Linked DNA regions of Callithrix jacchus: region 1 is linked to region 2. The links are chromatin contacts, called in public Hi-C maps. All regions are on one chromosome and are shown on one strand. Each heading gives the region's core, a stretch centred on a gene start, on an enhancer-like site or on the middle of the called end of the contact. The rest is flanking DNA. Distances are from core to core; before and after follow the strand shown.

The links. A called contact is a pair of places that touch in the nucleus more often than the background predicts.
Region 1: a contact with region 2 is called in a Hi-C map of skeletal muscle, with 4 times the contacts expected there. The contact joins two enhancer-like sites. A contact is called at or near these places in 2 of 3 Hi-C or Micro-C datasets (both in skeletal muscle).

Annotation. Positions count from the first base shown.
Region 1 is chr9:113,092,203-113,099,798 of calJac240_pri, forward strand. IFT81 (intraflagellar transport 81) reads left to right here. Exons shown (of 18, transcript XM_078337250.1): 11 at 3,357-3,506. Among named protein-coding and RNA genes, the nearest start is that of IFT81, 64 kb to the left of the region's middle. Within about 2 kb of position 4,984, at least 1 of the 16 cell types and tissues checked has an H3K27ac peak or open chromatin away from gene starts, as enhancers often do. A contact at or near this core is called in skeletal muscle, where this site is marked.
Region 2 is chr9:113,012,813-113,019,709 of calJac240_pri, forward strand. No RefSeq gene overlaps it. Among named protein-coding and RNA genes, the nearest start is that of IFT81, 16 kb to the right of the region's middle. Within about 2 kb of position 4,064, at least 2 of the 16 cell types and tissues checked have an H3K27ac peak or open chromatin away from gene starts, as enhancers often do. A contact at or near this core is called in skeletal muscle, where this site is marked.

The DNA of each region.
Region 1 (7,596 bases), core at 3,734-6,233, 80 kb after region 2:
CATTAGGTAATATGGAAACTTCCCTTTGTTGTGGAGTGATATGTTTAAATATGGTAGGCCAAGTTCTTACTATAGACATTTTCTTTGTAATGTATCTAATAAAATATTATTAGAGCAGAGAAAATTATTTTATGTTTTTGATACAGGGTCTCACTTTGTCACCCAGGCCAGAGTAAAGTGGTGTGATTATAGCTCACTGGGTTCAACCTTGACCTCCTGGGTTCTAGTGTTCCTCCCACCTCAGCCTCTCAAGTAGCTGGGACCACAGGCACATGCCACCACATCCTGCTAATTTTTTGATTTTTTTGTAGAGATGTAGTTTCACCATGTTGCCTAGGCTGATCTTGATCCTAGACTCAAGCAGTTCCTCACCTCGGCCTCCCAAAGTGCTGGGATTATAGACGTGAGCTACCTTGCCCAATCACAATTTTTTATATAGTACAAAAATCTGATAATTACTAGTACTCTTAATCTATAAGAGAAAGTGCTTTTTTTAAGTATTATGTTCTGTTTCAGAAATAGAAATTTCTGACATTTGCTTCTGGAGTTTGCTTCTCACATTGAGGAATACTGTAGGAATACTATACAGTCATGCATTGCTTCATGACAAGGATACATTTAGAGAAATGCATTGTTAGGCAGTTTTGCTGTTGTGTGAACATGACAGAGCCTACCACACAACTAGGCTGTGTACCATAGCCTATTGCTCCTAGGCTACAAACCTGTGCAGCATGTTACTATACTAAATACTGTAGGCAACTGAAACAGAGTGGTAGGTATTTGTGTATCTAAACATATCTAAAACTAGAAAAGGTAAAGTAAAATTATGGTGTTACAGGCTGGGCACAGTGGCTGACGCCTGTAATCCCACCACTTTGGAAGGCAGAGGTGGGTGGATCACTTGAGGCCAAGAGTTCAAGACCAGCCTGGCCAACATGGTGAAACCCCATCTCTACTAGAATTAACAAAAATTAGTCAGACATGGTGGCAGGCACCCGTAATCCCAGATACTCAGGAAGCTGAAATAGGAGAATTGCTTGAACCTGGGAGGTGGAGGTTGCAGTGAACCAAGATCATGCCATTGCACTTCAGCCTCAGCGACAGAGTGAGACTCTGTCTCAAGAAAATATATATACATGGTGTTGTAATCTTATAAGACTGCCATCATAAATGCAGTCCATCATTGACCGAAACATTGTTATACAGCACGTGATTATACTTTCACCTTGAGTCCGCACCTTTGCACATGCTGTTCTCTCCTCCTAGAATGCAGTTCCTTGCCTCTTCTTCCTTTCTCTAACACACTCCTACTTCTTCGGTCTTGGCTTATATATACCTTATTCCAAGAAGCTTGCCATATCCCACCTCTTCTACTTCCCAACCCCTGCATTTCTGTCTTCATCCCTACCCAGGTTAAACTCCTGTTACTTAATTGTAGGGCCTATTCAGTTCTTGTAGTGTTTGCCATCATTTTAAACTTCAGTTCAACATTTGTTTTCCCCACTACTCCTTAAGCTTGATGAGGGCAAGACCTGTGAGTGTCTTGTTCTAAGCAACTCTACATTGTATCCTCTGTGTCTGGCACAGTGCCTAAAACATAATTGATAACAAGTAATACTTACCAAATTAATTGCTTTATTTGTTTGTTTGTTTGTTTATTGAGACTGAGTCTCGCTCTGTTGTCCAGGCTGGAGTGCAGTGGTATGATCTCAGCCCACTGTAACCTCTGCCTCTGGATTCAAGCGATTCTCCTGCCTCAGCCTCCTGAGTAGCTGGGATTACAGGTGAGCACCATCACGCTTGGCTAATTTTTGTATTGTTAGTAGACACGGGGTTTCACCATGTTGGCCAGGCTGGTTTCAAACTCCTGACCTCAAGTGATCCAACCGCCTGGGTCTCCCAAAGTGCGGGGATTACAGGCATGAGCCACCACACCCAGCCTTGAATTCCTTTAAATATTATGCTTGCGGCCGGGCGCGGTGGCTCAAGCCTGTAATCCCAGCACTTTGGGAGGCCGAGGCGGGTGGATCACGAGGTCAACAGATCGAGACCATCTTGGTCAACATGGTGAAACCCCGTCTCTACTAAAATTACAAAAAATTAGCTGGGCACGGTGGTGCGTGCCTGTAATCCCAGCTGCTCGGGAAGCTGAGGCAGGAGAATTGCCTGAACCCAGGAGGCGGAGATTGCGGTGAGCCGAGATCGCGCCATTGCACTCCAGCCTGGGTAGCAAGAGCGAAACTCCGTCTCAAAAAAAAAAAAAAAAAATATTATGCTTGCATTGTTTGCTCCTTCAAACTCTAGTGGGTATTACTTAATAATGGGGTCTTTCCATTAGAGTTATAACTTTTTTTCATTATTAGTTATAATTTTGATATCATGAGTAGGTAAATAGATAAATTAGATAACTGAGTTTTCACTAACTTGGGATATTCTTAGCTTTTTAACGTTTGGGATGGGTACCATTTCAGTGTCTCAGATGCTTGACAGCAATATATAGTCACAGTACATTTCTTAAGTGATAAATAGTAGCTGCAAATGCAGATGGTTCTATGGCTATGTTAATCCCAGCGGTTCAATGGACTGCTACCAAAATAGTACAGTACTTGAGATATGTCATGATAAAACTACAACCAGGATTGTGGTCATTATTTCCTACTTTTTCTTCTTCTTTTTAAACCTTTTTAATTTTATAAGGTTGTGTTTCTGTTTTCCTAATCCTTATTTGTAAAGTCTAAAATGAATAGCTTTTAGAATATTTAAGGCTAGGCACAATGACTCATGCCTGTAATCCTAGCACTTTGGGAGGGCAAGGGGGGTGGATCATTTGAGCCCAGGAGTTCAAAACCAGCCTGGGAAACATAGTGAAATCCTATCTTTACAAAAATGCAAAAATTAGTCTGGCACCACCTGTGGTCCTCCTACTTAGGAGGCTGAGGCAGGAGAATTGCTTGAGCCCAGGAGGTTAGGACTGCAATGAGCCACAATTGCACCACTGCACTCCAGCCTGGGCAACAAAGCAAGACCTTATCTATATATATATATATATATATATGAATATATATGCATATTTTATATGTATACATATATTATACATATATACAATGTATACACATATATGTACATATAAGACATATATAATATATACATATATTTAGATGTGTCAAAAAATTAAAAACACAAAATATTTTAATTCAGCAATTAGTCTTTCCAAGTTTCTAATAAAACTAAGTTACTATATATGTGTGACACATGTTGTGAAGTAGAGAAGAGACAATTTTTGAGTTTATACAGATATATGATATTTAGCTACTACTTTTCTACTCATTAGATTACATATTGTGTTTTTTTTACAGTTCAAACAATATGTCAATAAACTTCGAAGCAAGAGTACAGTTTTCAAAAAGAAGCGTCAGATAATAGCTGAACTTAAAGCTGAATTCGGTCTTTTGCAGAGGACTGAAGAACTTCTTAAGCAACGTCATGAAAATATTCAGCGACAACTGGTAATACGGTATTATCTTGGGCTGCTATAAATACAAATGCTAGGAGGTTTATGGGTTACAGCTTTATACTGAGGTCATTGTTTTTATGAGAAATCATAAAAGTATTACTTTTCTCTGATTAATTACAGAGATGTCATGTAAGTGGATTCATTTATTTTTAATGTAGCAGTAAGCGCTGGCTTTTTTGTGTGTGCTGTCTTTAGGGTTGTTAATAGAAGTTGAATTCCAAGTAGGTTTTTTTCGTTTGGTTAGTTAATATGAGTGACTGTAAAATCTTTTTTTTATCATGGCCTGCTAGGCAGAAATTTCTAAGCAGTGACTTCCAAGAAGCTTTGGAAAGAAATATCCAGGGAAATGCTATGTGGAAGTCGGCCTCCAGGCTTATTTCTTATGTGTTTGTGCCTTTGTTGTCTGAAAAGAGTTAAACCCAAAGTAGTCCAACAGCAATGTTATTCTTATTGTGGCTGCCAGTTCCTCAGGGTTTTCTTCATTTGGCTTTTTTTTTTCCTTTCACCAATGGGGAAACTATTTCATCTGGGTGCTGGTTTACCAGCTAGCAATAATCTGATAGAGATAAATGAAATGTCAACCAATTGTGTTTTCTTTTAACTGGCAATACGTACTGTCTCATATTGTCTCATGCTGATGAATATTATTTGCTTTTAGGGAACTTAAGATTGAAAATTTATTGTGAATCAACGTAGATTCTGACAGCACTAACTTTAAAACTGATAATAGTAACTGCATTATTTTTTACTTCAAAATATTTTCTAATTTCCATTGTGATTTCTTTGACTTTTTGGCTTAAAATCAAACATTTGGAGGGTTTTCTTATGAATTTCTAGGTTGTTTCCATTGTGACCAGGGAGCACACTCTGATTTCAGTCCTGTGAAATTTGTAGTCTTGCATTATGGCCCAGTGTTTTGGTAATTGTTTCATGTGCAATGAAAAGAATGTATATTCTGCAGTTGTTGTGAATAGTATTTTATGTATGTCAATTCAGTCAGTGTGTTGGCTATGATATACATATCTTCCATATCCCTGTTGCTTTTTTGTCTGCCTGTTCCATCAGTTACTGAAAGAAGTGTGTTAAAAATCTAACTATAATTATTGCATTGCTGCTTTTTTTAGTTCTATCAGTTTTTGCTTTATATTTTTTTCTTAAGTTGGGTCCCTAGAAGCGAGCTCAAGAAGGGAATTCTTTGTGCTAATGATTTATTGAGGGAGTACCCTCAGAAAGAGGGCAGTAAGGCAAGCAGATGAGGCAGCAGAAAAAAGCCAAGCAAGAAAGGACATGGTCTCAACTGGAGTTGGCTTCATTCTGATCCCATGATCAACTTTGGAACAAATTGCACCATAGAGTTGATTCCACCTTGATGCAAGGGGGATGGCCTTTTGTACCCCGTGGCAGTCAGTCATTTGGTTGTGGTCAAGTGTAACCTTTTAGGTGAGACAGCTCCCATTTGGCTGAAGGCATTCTGGAGAAGGGGGTAACTATGAGCTATTTGGCAGTCAGCACTCATAACAGTTTGCAAATGAGGTCTGAGTGGGGCACCAGCAACATCTACTACAGTTCACCCCTTGAACTAGTAGGTTCTACTTATTTGTCATGTTAAATTTACTCCACCCAGCTATAGCTTCTATAGGATTCTGGTTGGTAACAATTTCTAGGAAAACTTATAGGAGAAAGATTAGTGTGACAAATGGAAACTCTGATTTCCACATTTGTTTCCAAGGACATAACTGATACTCAACATCTCCTTCCTTTACTATCCATTCTAGAGTTCCCTCACCTCAGCTAGCACCTCCTCTGGCTTAAATGACTTAATTGGTGGGATGACCCAGTTCCTCATCCTTGAAAAGTGTGAGACTCCACTAATCATTCCCTTACCAGGCCATGCTGCTATACTTGCCCATTTATAGTTAAAACTGGGCATGGGAGTGCCAAGATATGCCCTAATGGATTATCTGAGTCCCAGATGTATTTCTTCCTATCCCTATTATATAGCAACATCTGTATAGCCTTATGATGTCCTGCTTTCTTTGCCTGCTGGTCTGTTGACATGAGGAGCCCAAGTGACCAGATGGTAGTCAGAACATTAAGTGTCAAGGGCTTCTTAATGTGCCTTCTGATGGAAGCATGCCCACTCTGGCAATTAGAGCATCTATACCCACAGCTGTCTGGATAGGAAGCATAATTCCCTAAAATGGATCATTGGGGATCATGGTTAGTGGTGACACTTATACTTTAATCTCATGGTTCTGAGACCTATGCTTTCTATTGAGAACATAGCACCATATCATGGGCATTGGTTTAAGGTGTACAGTGTCCTAATGGTAGAACTCATTTTCACAGGCCATCAGTTCCAAGCTGGGGCCTTGCCTTCAAGACACTGTTCCACTATTCTTTCAGGCCATCAGCTTTTCAGATAGTGTAGTATATGATAAAATCGCTGAATTATATGATCATATGAACACCATCATAGTTCCTTTGCTGTAAAGTGTGTCCCTTGGTTTGAGGTGATATTATGTGAGATTGCACATCAGTAGACTGAATGCTCTAAGCTCGTGGATAGTAATGCTGACTGAAGTACAATGGGCAAGAAAGGCAAACCTATACCTAGAATATGGATCAGTCCTATTAAGGATGAAATCTCACCCTTTTCAAGGCAGAAAGGGTCTGATGTTATTAAATTGCCACAAAATAGGGGGTTGGTTTCCTCAAGGGATGATTCCATACCTAGAGCTCAGGATCGGTGTCTGTTGCTGGCAGGTGAGACTTTTGATGTTGGCAGTAGCTAGATGAACACTGGTGAGAGAGAGCCCATGCTATTTGGCTCATATGTAACCTCCATCTCTACCAACAAAGCCATTCTGTTTATGAGTCCATTTCTAAGCACTGTGTGGGACAGTGACAGAGGCTGGCTGACATCTGCTGGCCAAATCATCCTTTCCACTTGGTTGTTTAGTGCCTCTTCTGCAGTGGACATTCTCTGATTTCAATGTAATGAAAAGATCTTTATACTTAGTGCCTACTCCCATAGGTTCATCCATAAGCCTCTTCCCTAGACCTCCTTGTCCTTGCAGTCTTGCATCCAAGCTGAGCCATTTGCCACTGCCCAGAGGATACAGGATAATCTGAGGATTCAAAGTTCTCAAGTGGGTCTATCCAGATACCCCATCCCACACTCCACCCTTTTTCTTCTCTGTCAGGGCCCTGACCTCAGCATAGAATATTTGCCTAGACTAAGAATTCAACTGTCTCTGGAGTTTTGCCAATCTTAAAATTAAGTCCTGCACCTGGTTTTCAGTTCCCTCTGCCCTGTTGCCATGGGAAACAAGGATTTCTTTAAAGCCCTTAAGGAGATTCTATAACTTCATCACTTTGCTTTTAATTACAAATTAATAGATTTGAGCCTGTTATTTTATCTCTTCAACCATCAGAGAAGGTTAGTGATAGCCACCCCAATTCCATAGTCCTTATAGTTACTATTTCTCCTCAAAAGTCAAAAACATTACACCATCTAGTGCATCTTTGTATCAGTTCAGATCCTCCAAGAAGCAGACACTGAGATGGGATTACACATACAAGAGATTTATTGAAGGAGACACTTGTGAAGGATAAAGGGAAGGGAGCAGGAAGAGGCAGGGAAAGCCTTCAGGCTCTGATACAAGTCTGACACCTGTGAAGGAAGAGGGCAAAGGAAGGGAAGATTGGGCAGAAAGAGCCTCAGACTTCAACACAACTCTGAGCAAGTTTTGGTCATGTTGAAAGGGAGTTCCTGAGCCAGTCACCTATTAGAGGAGTCCCTTGTCAGGCAGGACTGGGCTAACACCAATACTGCTAATATTAGTACTAATAATACTAATACTGTGCTCAGTCATTGGCTGAGAGCAGCTCCAGGGAAGCATAGGTTTGGTACAAACATAATGATGGACCCAGAGGGGCAGCAGCTATGGATGTCAATCAGCTCTGTTCCTCTCAGCCGATTCTCTTGAAAGCAATCTGTCCCATACATTTTTTTGGCCGCTGCAATCCCCATCCACCTGTATTCCCCAATTCACCACAAGTGAAAGTCTTTGCAACTG
Region 2 (6,897 bases), core at 2,814-5,313:
TCTCCTGTGTCGCCCAGGCTAGAGTGCAGCGGCGTGATCTCGGCTCACTGCAACCTCTGCCTCTGGGTTCAAGCAATTCTCCTGCCTCAGGCTCCTGAGTAGCTGGGACTGCAGGCATGTGCCACCACACCTGGCTATTTTTTTTGTTTGTTTGTTTGTATTTTTAGTAGAGATGGGGTTTCACTATATTGGCCAGGCTGGTCTCTAACTCCTGACCTCAAGTGATCCGCCTGCCTTGGCCTCCCAAAGTGCTAGGATTACAGATGTGAGCCACCACACCTGGCCAGATTTTTCATCTTTTTGACTTAACACAATAATAGAATAAAGGAATATAGGCTCCCTTATTAACATAAATATAGTTTTTAAATATTATTTTTATGAAGATAACCGTGTTTATTTAGCCATTTTCTTAGCTTTTGCCATCATGGTTCTTTGAGAATTTTCTTTGTAATTGCTGCAATGAGCTTGGAGATCACAGATGTGTATAATTTAAATGTGACTTCCTCAGGTTTATTCTTAGAAGTAGTATTACCTAATCAAAAGTTCTCAACATTTCTCAGGGTGCTGCAATTTTTACATTGCATATCAAAACTTCTGTTACTGAAACCTGCATTCCTTTCATCAGTTCACAGAAATATGCAAGCGCAGACATCTTTAGCTCCACGTCCAGCTGTGTTCATTTCACAAATTCAGAAATGAAGCCTAAAGATCTGAATCCAGAGGCCAGACCTCCAGACTGCCAGTCAGTTTCCCCTGCATCCACTCTGATTTATTAAGCAGTTAGGCTGGACCTTCCCAACCCAACCTATGCAGTGGCAGAGCTTTTGTTCCTCTACGCACTAGAATCTACACTGGTCCCAGACCCTCATCCACCTCCTGTGGGATGCCAAGCAATACGGAGTTTGGAGTCTGAGAAGCACAGAAATCTCCTGAACCCCACCATGAGTCCACACTAGGTTGTGAGTTCACCATAGGGTCTCAAACCAGAAACTGGAAAAAGTAATTTTTCAAGGCAGCCTAGAAATCCAGATTTTTATGTAAAAGGTCTCAATTTCATTTGTTTATTTTAGTTTATTGTTATTGTTATTATTTTGAGACAGTCTCACTCTTGTTGCCCAGGCTAGAGTGTAATGGCGCAATCTCAGCTCTCTGCAACCTCTGCCCCCTGGGTTCAAGCAATTCTCCTGCCTCAGCCTCCTGAGTTGCTGGGACTACAGGCGCATAACACCACACCAGACTAATTTTTAGTAGAGACAGGGTTTCACCGTATTGATCAGGCTGATCTCAAACTTCTGACCTCAGATGATTCACCCACCTCAGCCTCCCAAAGTGCTGGGATTACAGGCACAAGCCACCACTCCTGGCCAGAGACGGGGTTTCACCATGTTGGCCAAGCTGATCTCGAACTCCTGACCTCAGGTGATCTCCCCACCTTGGCCTCCCCAGAATGCCTTAATTTTAAATGTTGGTTATTTTCTTAAAATACTGTATGAGCCAAGTACAGTTTATCTATCTAATTTAGCTAGTGTGTGGTCCCCTGTGTAGGTGCAGAGATGGATCTTGAGAGAATAAGAGGGTGGCTGGCAGGGAGACATCCTTACAAGAAACAAGAAACAGGCAGAGGGTTATTCCATCCTCTTCTGAAAACAAATGTGTAGCAATTCCATAAACTTCCTTAGACAGTTCTTAAATCCTCACGTCAACCCTGTGAGTTAGGGCAGGTTAACTCCATCATGCAAATGGAGAAACCAAGGCCCAGACACCAGCTAACCAGTAGCCCCTCAAGGTTGTACTCTTTACTTCCTCACTGATGGAACTTAAGTCAGAGCTGAGCTTGAAGAGCACTAAGAAGCTCAAGACGATGCAAGGAAAATGAACACTTTTGCTTAAAGAAGGCCGACCTGGCTTTGTTCCGCACTGCACCGCTGATGCCTTTTGAGTCTCCTTGCCTTAAGGTGAATGTAACCAACGGGCACCACTTTGATAATGTAGCAGCCGTGGAGTGCACTGCTCGCATCTCCCTCTCGAGAGTCTGCACAGCCAGGCGCAGTGGCTCACACCTATAATCCCAGCCCTTTGGGAGGCTGAAATCACTTGAGGTCAGGAGTTCGAGACCAGCCTGGCCAATATGGTGAAAACCTGACTCTACTAAAAAATACAAAAATTATCCAGGCATGGTGGCATGCACCTGCGGTCCCAGCTACTCAGGAGGCTGAGGAATGAGAACTGCTTGAACCCAGGAGGTTGAGGCTGCCGTGAGTCGCGATCATACCACTGCACTCCAGCCTGGGTGACAGAGTGAGACCCTGTCTTAAAAAAAAGAAAGAGAGAGAGACAGAAAGAGTGAGAGAGTCTGCACGGAGAGCACAGTTGACTCACAGTCCTCTCCCCACTCCTCTGGATCCACCAAGTTCATGCCAAGGCCATATTTCCTCAGCTGGGCCTAGCCAGTGACTGAGCACAGCCGGGGTGTTAGTGCAACCCCACTGCTGCTGACCTGAGATTCATCCTACTGGTGACTTTGTTCAGGAAGCCCCCATCAGTCCAGCCAAAACTTTCTGAGACCTGCACTGCCGCCTGAAGCTCCTCCTCCTCACTCCTTCCTTCCCCCTCTCTTTCCCCAGTCTGAAGATGTCTGCTCTTTATCCTTCACAGGATTATTCCCTTGATAAATCCCCTGCAAGTCTGAGCCTGTCTTGGCATCTGTTTCCCAGAGGATCCAAATTAACACAGATGACTTCCATTTTGTATAGGATGAGGTAATGAAGTCTACAACCATCCAAACTCACAATAATCTGTTGTCAAGGAAACCGTTTCACACTACAATGGTAAGAACCATGGGCTTTGGGTAGACCACGGTGTGAGTCCTACCCACCAGCAGTATGACCTTTAGGAGATGTCTCAGCCTGCCCTGACCCTCTATTTCCTCATCCATGGAATCAGTGATTCATAGCTGGGAGCAATTTTGATTCCTCTGGGACATTTTGCAATGTCTGGGGACATTTTTTGGTTGTCACAACATAGAGGAGGGGAATGGCTGTAACTGGCATCTAGTTGGGTAGAAGGCCGGGGACACTCCTAAACATCCTACAATGCACAGAGCAGCCGCTCCACCACAAAGATTATCCAGCCCAAAATGTACACAGTGTGGAGATTGGAAAATTCTGTGTTAAATGAGGATGATAATAGTAAGCTGATTCAAAGAACTATCGTGAGGACCCAATGGGATTATGTATTCAATATCCCTCGCCCTCCTTGTAAACTCCACAAGGGCAGGAACCAGATGAGGCTAGATCAGTGTTATGTATCGTTAATGACTGGAACATAGAAAGTACAAAGTAAATTATTAATTGTTGAAATATTCATTAAATGAGTGCAAATCAACGAATGTTAATTGTCATCATCTTCGTCACCATTGCCATCTTTCCAGCCCCTGGCTCAGTGCCTGAGTCCTAACAGGTCCTCAATCTTTGTTGAATGAATGCATGAGAAATGAAGGATTATTTACTCATTAACTACTAATCTGTGTGCTTTGGAGAGATATTGGAAACTCTTGAGAAATAGGCCTGGCCTTTTCCTTTTTATTTGCAACGAGGAATTTTGTTCATCAAAGAAATGACTTTAAAGGATTGAGACTGCTGCCAAGCCACAGAGTTGGAGTCGAGGGGCCTGACTCAGAGTCATGGAGAGGGTAGGACACACATCTCGCAGGGCTTAGGCAAAAAAGGAAAATGGGCCAGGCTTTGTGCGAACTTGCTGTGAAACAAGAGCTGTTTTCAGGGCCCAGGAACACGCTCTGTCCCATGTTTAATTTCTTCCATCTGTCTGGTATCTGACCTCTGCTGCCCTTTAAGCCATTGCCACATGTTGTCTGTGCACGTTCCCATATAAGGTGATCTCGCTCTCTCTCTCTCTCTCTCTCTCTCTCTCTCTCTCTCTCTCTCTCTCGCTCTCTCTCTCTCTCTCTCTCTCTCTCCCCCCCCCCTTTCCTCACTGTCTTGGCCCCTCTCTTTCTCTCCCTGTCTTTCTCTCTCCCTCTCTCTGGGTAGCAGCACTGACTTCCTCCACCCTGTTTGCCCTCTCTCTGCCTTCCCTGGCAGACTCTGCTGTGAGGATGGATAGCTGGAGAGCAGGAAGGGGTAGGGGGCTGCCAAGGAATGTAACAGGTTTATTTTTGTTCAGGCTGCATTCTTTGCGCAGCCTGCAGGCCCCAGCCACTTGGGAATGTCACATGCAGATAAGACAGTGGGGGTGACTGAGATCTGTGGCTCAAATCTGCAACACCCCAGGTGTGAGCCTCATCACAGAGTCGGGGGAGCTAAGGGTGGGAGGGCCAGGAACTCTGAGGTCATGGGACTCACCTGTTCCCACTGTCCTGTGTCTGACTCCTAGAAAAATAAGTTTGATCCTTCAGGGAAACAATTGCGGAAATTGAGATCTGTAACCACCCAAGCCCATCTCTGGGCAAAATCCAACATCTACAGGAAAGTGGAGAAGAGCCAGGTGTCAGGGTGAAATTAACATCTGTGTGACTTTGGGCAAGTTGTCTGACCTCTCTGACTCTCAGTTTCCTTCTTTGTCAAAATAGTATCAGTGAATCTGTTCTCTACTATTCTGGTATCATGGTGAAAATACACTCCCTGAGGGCAGGTATTATTGTCTATTTTGCTTCCTGTGGTTTCACCATCACCTCAAATACTGCCTGGCACACAGTAGGTGCTCAACTATGTGCTGAGCAAATTAAATGAGATAATGTTTTTAAGTGTTCAGCACCCACGAAATGAGAGCTGATTCAATAATACCCTACTTAATGACAACAGGTATTTATTAAGCACATCTTAACAGCCAGACCCTATTGGGTGCTGAGTACACAGCAGCAGATAAGACAGACAAGGCCCCTGCCCTCAGGGAGCTTACATTTGAATGGCAGAGATCTATAATAAAGTAAGCTAAGGTCAGAGAGTACTAAGGGCTATGAAAGAAATTTTTTAAAGGACATAGAAGTGTGTTTTTTCCAACCTTTTGACTGTGACTCACAGCAAGCAATATGTTTATCATGTGAACCAATGCACACACATGCATGTTTACTAAAAGGAAAAAAAAAACTGTGGTAGACTGTCTGCACCAACATCTGCCAACAACTTCTCTCATTCCTAGAATTCACATGTTACTCCCCCATGAAGAGGTGGAGTCAAGGCAGGGTATGGTGGCTCATGCCTGTAATCCCAACACTTTGGGAGGCTGAGGTAGGCGGATCACAAGGTCAGGAGTTTGAGACCAGCCTGGCCAACATGGTGAAACCCTGTCTCTACTAAAAATGCAAAAATTAGCCAGGTGTGGTAGCACATGCTTGTAATCCCAGCTACTTAGGAGGCTGAGGCAGGAGAATTGCTTGAACCTGGGAGGCAGAGGTTGCAGTGAGCTGACATCGCACTGCTGTACTCCAGCCTGGGTGACAGAGCAAGATTCCGCTTCAAAAAGAAAAAGAAGTGGAGTCAAGACCTGCTGCAAGGGCTCACACCTATAAACCCAGTGGGAGGCCGAGGCTGGAGGATTGTTTGAGGCCAGGAGGTTGAGACTGACCTGGGTAACACAATGAACCTCCATCTCTACAGAAAAAAAAAAAAAATGGTGGAGCCAGCTTCCCCTTCCCTGTTTCTGTTTATTTGTTTGTTAGTTAGCTAGTTTGTTTTAGAGACAGAGTCTCAGTCACTTAAACTGGAGTGCAGTGGTGTGATCATAGCTCACTGAAGCCTTGACTCCTAGGCTCAAGTGATCCCCCTGAAACCAGCCCAGCACTCCCCTGGACTGTCATTTGGACAAACGTAGACATTGACTCTTCTGCTATTAAAGCTGTATTTGTTTTATCTGAGGACCTTTGAGCCTCTCAAAAGCAGGTACTGAAGAACTGAAACTCACCACATCAGGCCATCAGATGCCTTCTTGCCCGTCCCTAGTTTTAGTTTACCCACATGTTGTTACATTTCTTCCCTGCTATATAAACCCCTAATTTTAGTTGGTCAGGGAGATGGATTTGAGACTAAGTTCCCATCTCTTCAGCTGCAGCACCCGATTAAAGCCTTCTTCCTTGGCAATACTTGCCATGTCAGTGGTTGGCCTTCTGTGCAGCAAGCAGCAGGACCTAGTCCAAACCCCTGATGTTTTGGTAACACTACTGCCTCAGCCTCCTGAGGAGCTAGGACTATAGGCATGTACAACCACACCAGCTAATTTTTTTGTTTAGATAGGGTCTCTCTGTGTTGCCCAGGCTAGTCTTGAACTCCTGGGCTCAAGCTGTCCTCTTGCCTCAGCTTCCCAAAGTTCTGGGACTACAGGCATGAACCACCACACCCAGCCTCTCCCTTCCCTTAAATCTGGGTGGCTCTTGTGATTTGCTTTGGCCAATAGGATGGAATAGAAACAACTCTGTGCCTGTTGCTGGGCTTCAGCTTTAAGGGGACTGGCAGCTTCCACTTTTGTGCTCTTGGTACCCAGAGCCATGAAAGGAAGCTCAGGTCAGACAACTGAATGATGAGAAGCCACAGGAGAAGGAGAACTTCCATGTAAAGAAGAAGTGACCACCAACACTAACGTCCAGACAGGAGGGACGCTGCCTTGGATGTTCTAGCCCCACATGGACCTCCAGCTGGATTCAGCCATATGAGTGATCCCAGCAGATACCACATGGAGCACAACTGCCCAGCTGAGCCCAGCTAACTGACAGACTTGTGGGAAAAAATGGTTGGATATCAATCAATTTAGAGTGGTTTATTAAGAAGCAAAAAATAGGCCAGGACAGTGGCTATAATCTCAGAATTTTAGGAGGCTGAGGCAGGCAGATCACTTGAGGTCAGGAGTTAGAGACCAACCTGGCCAACATGGCAAAATGCCCGTCTC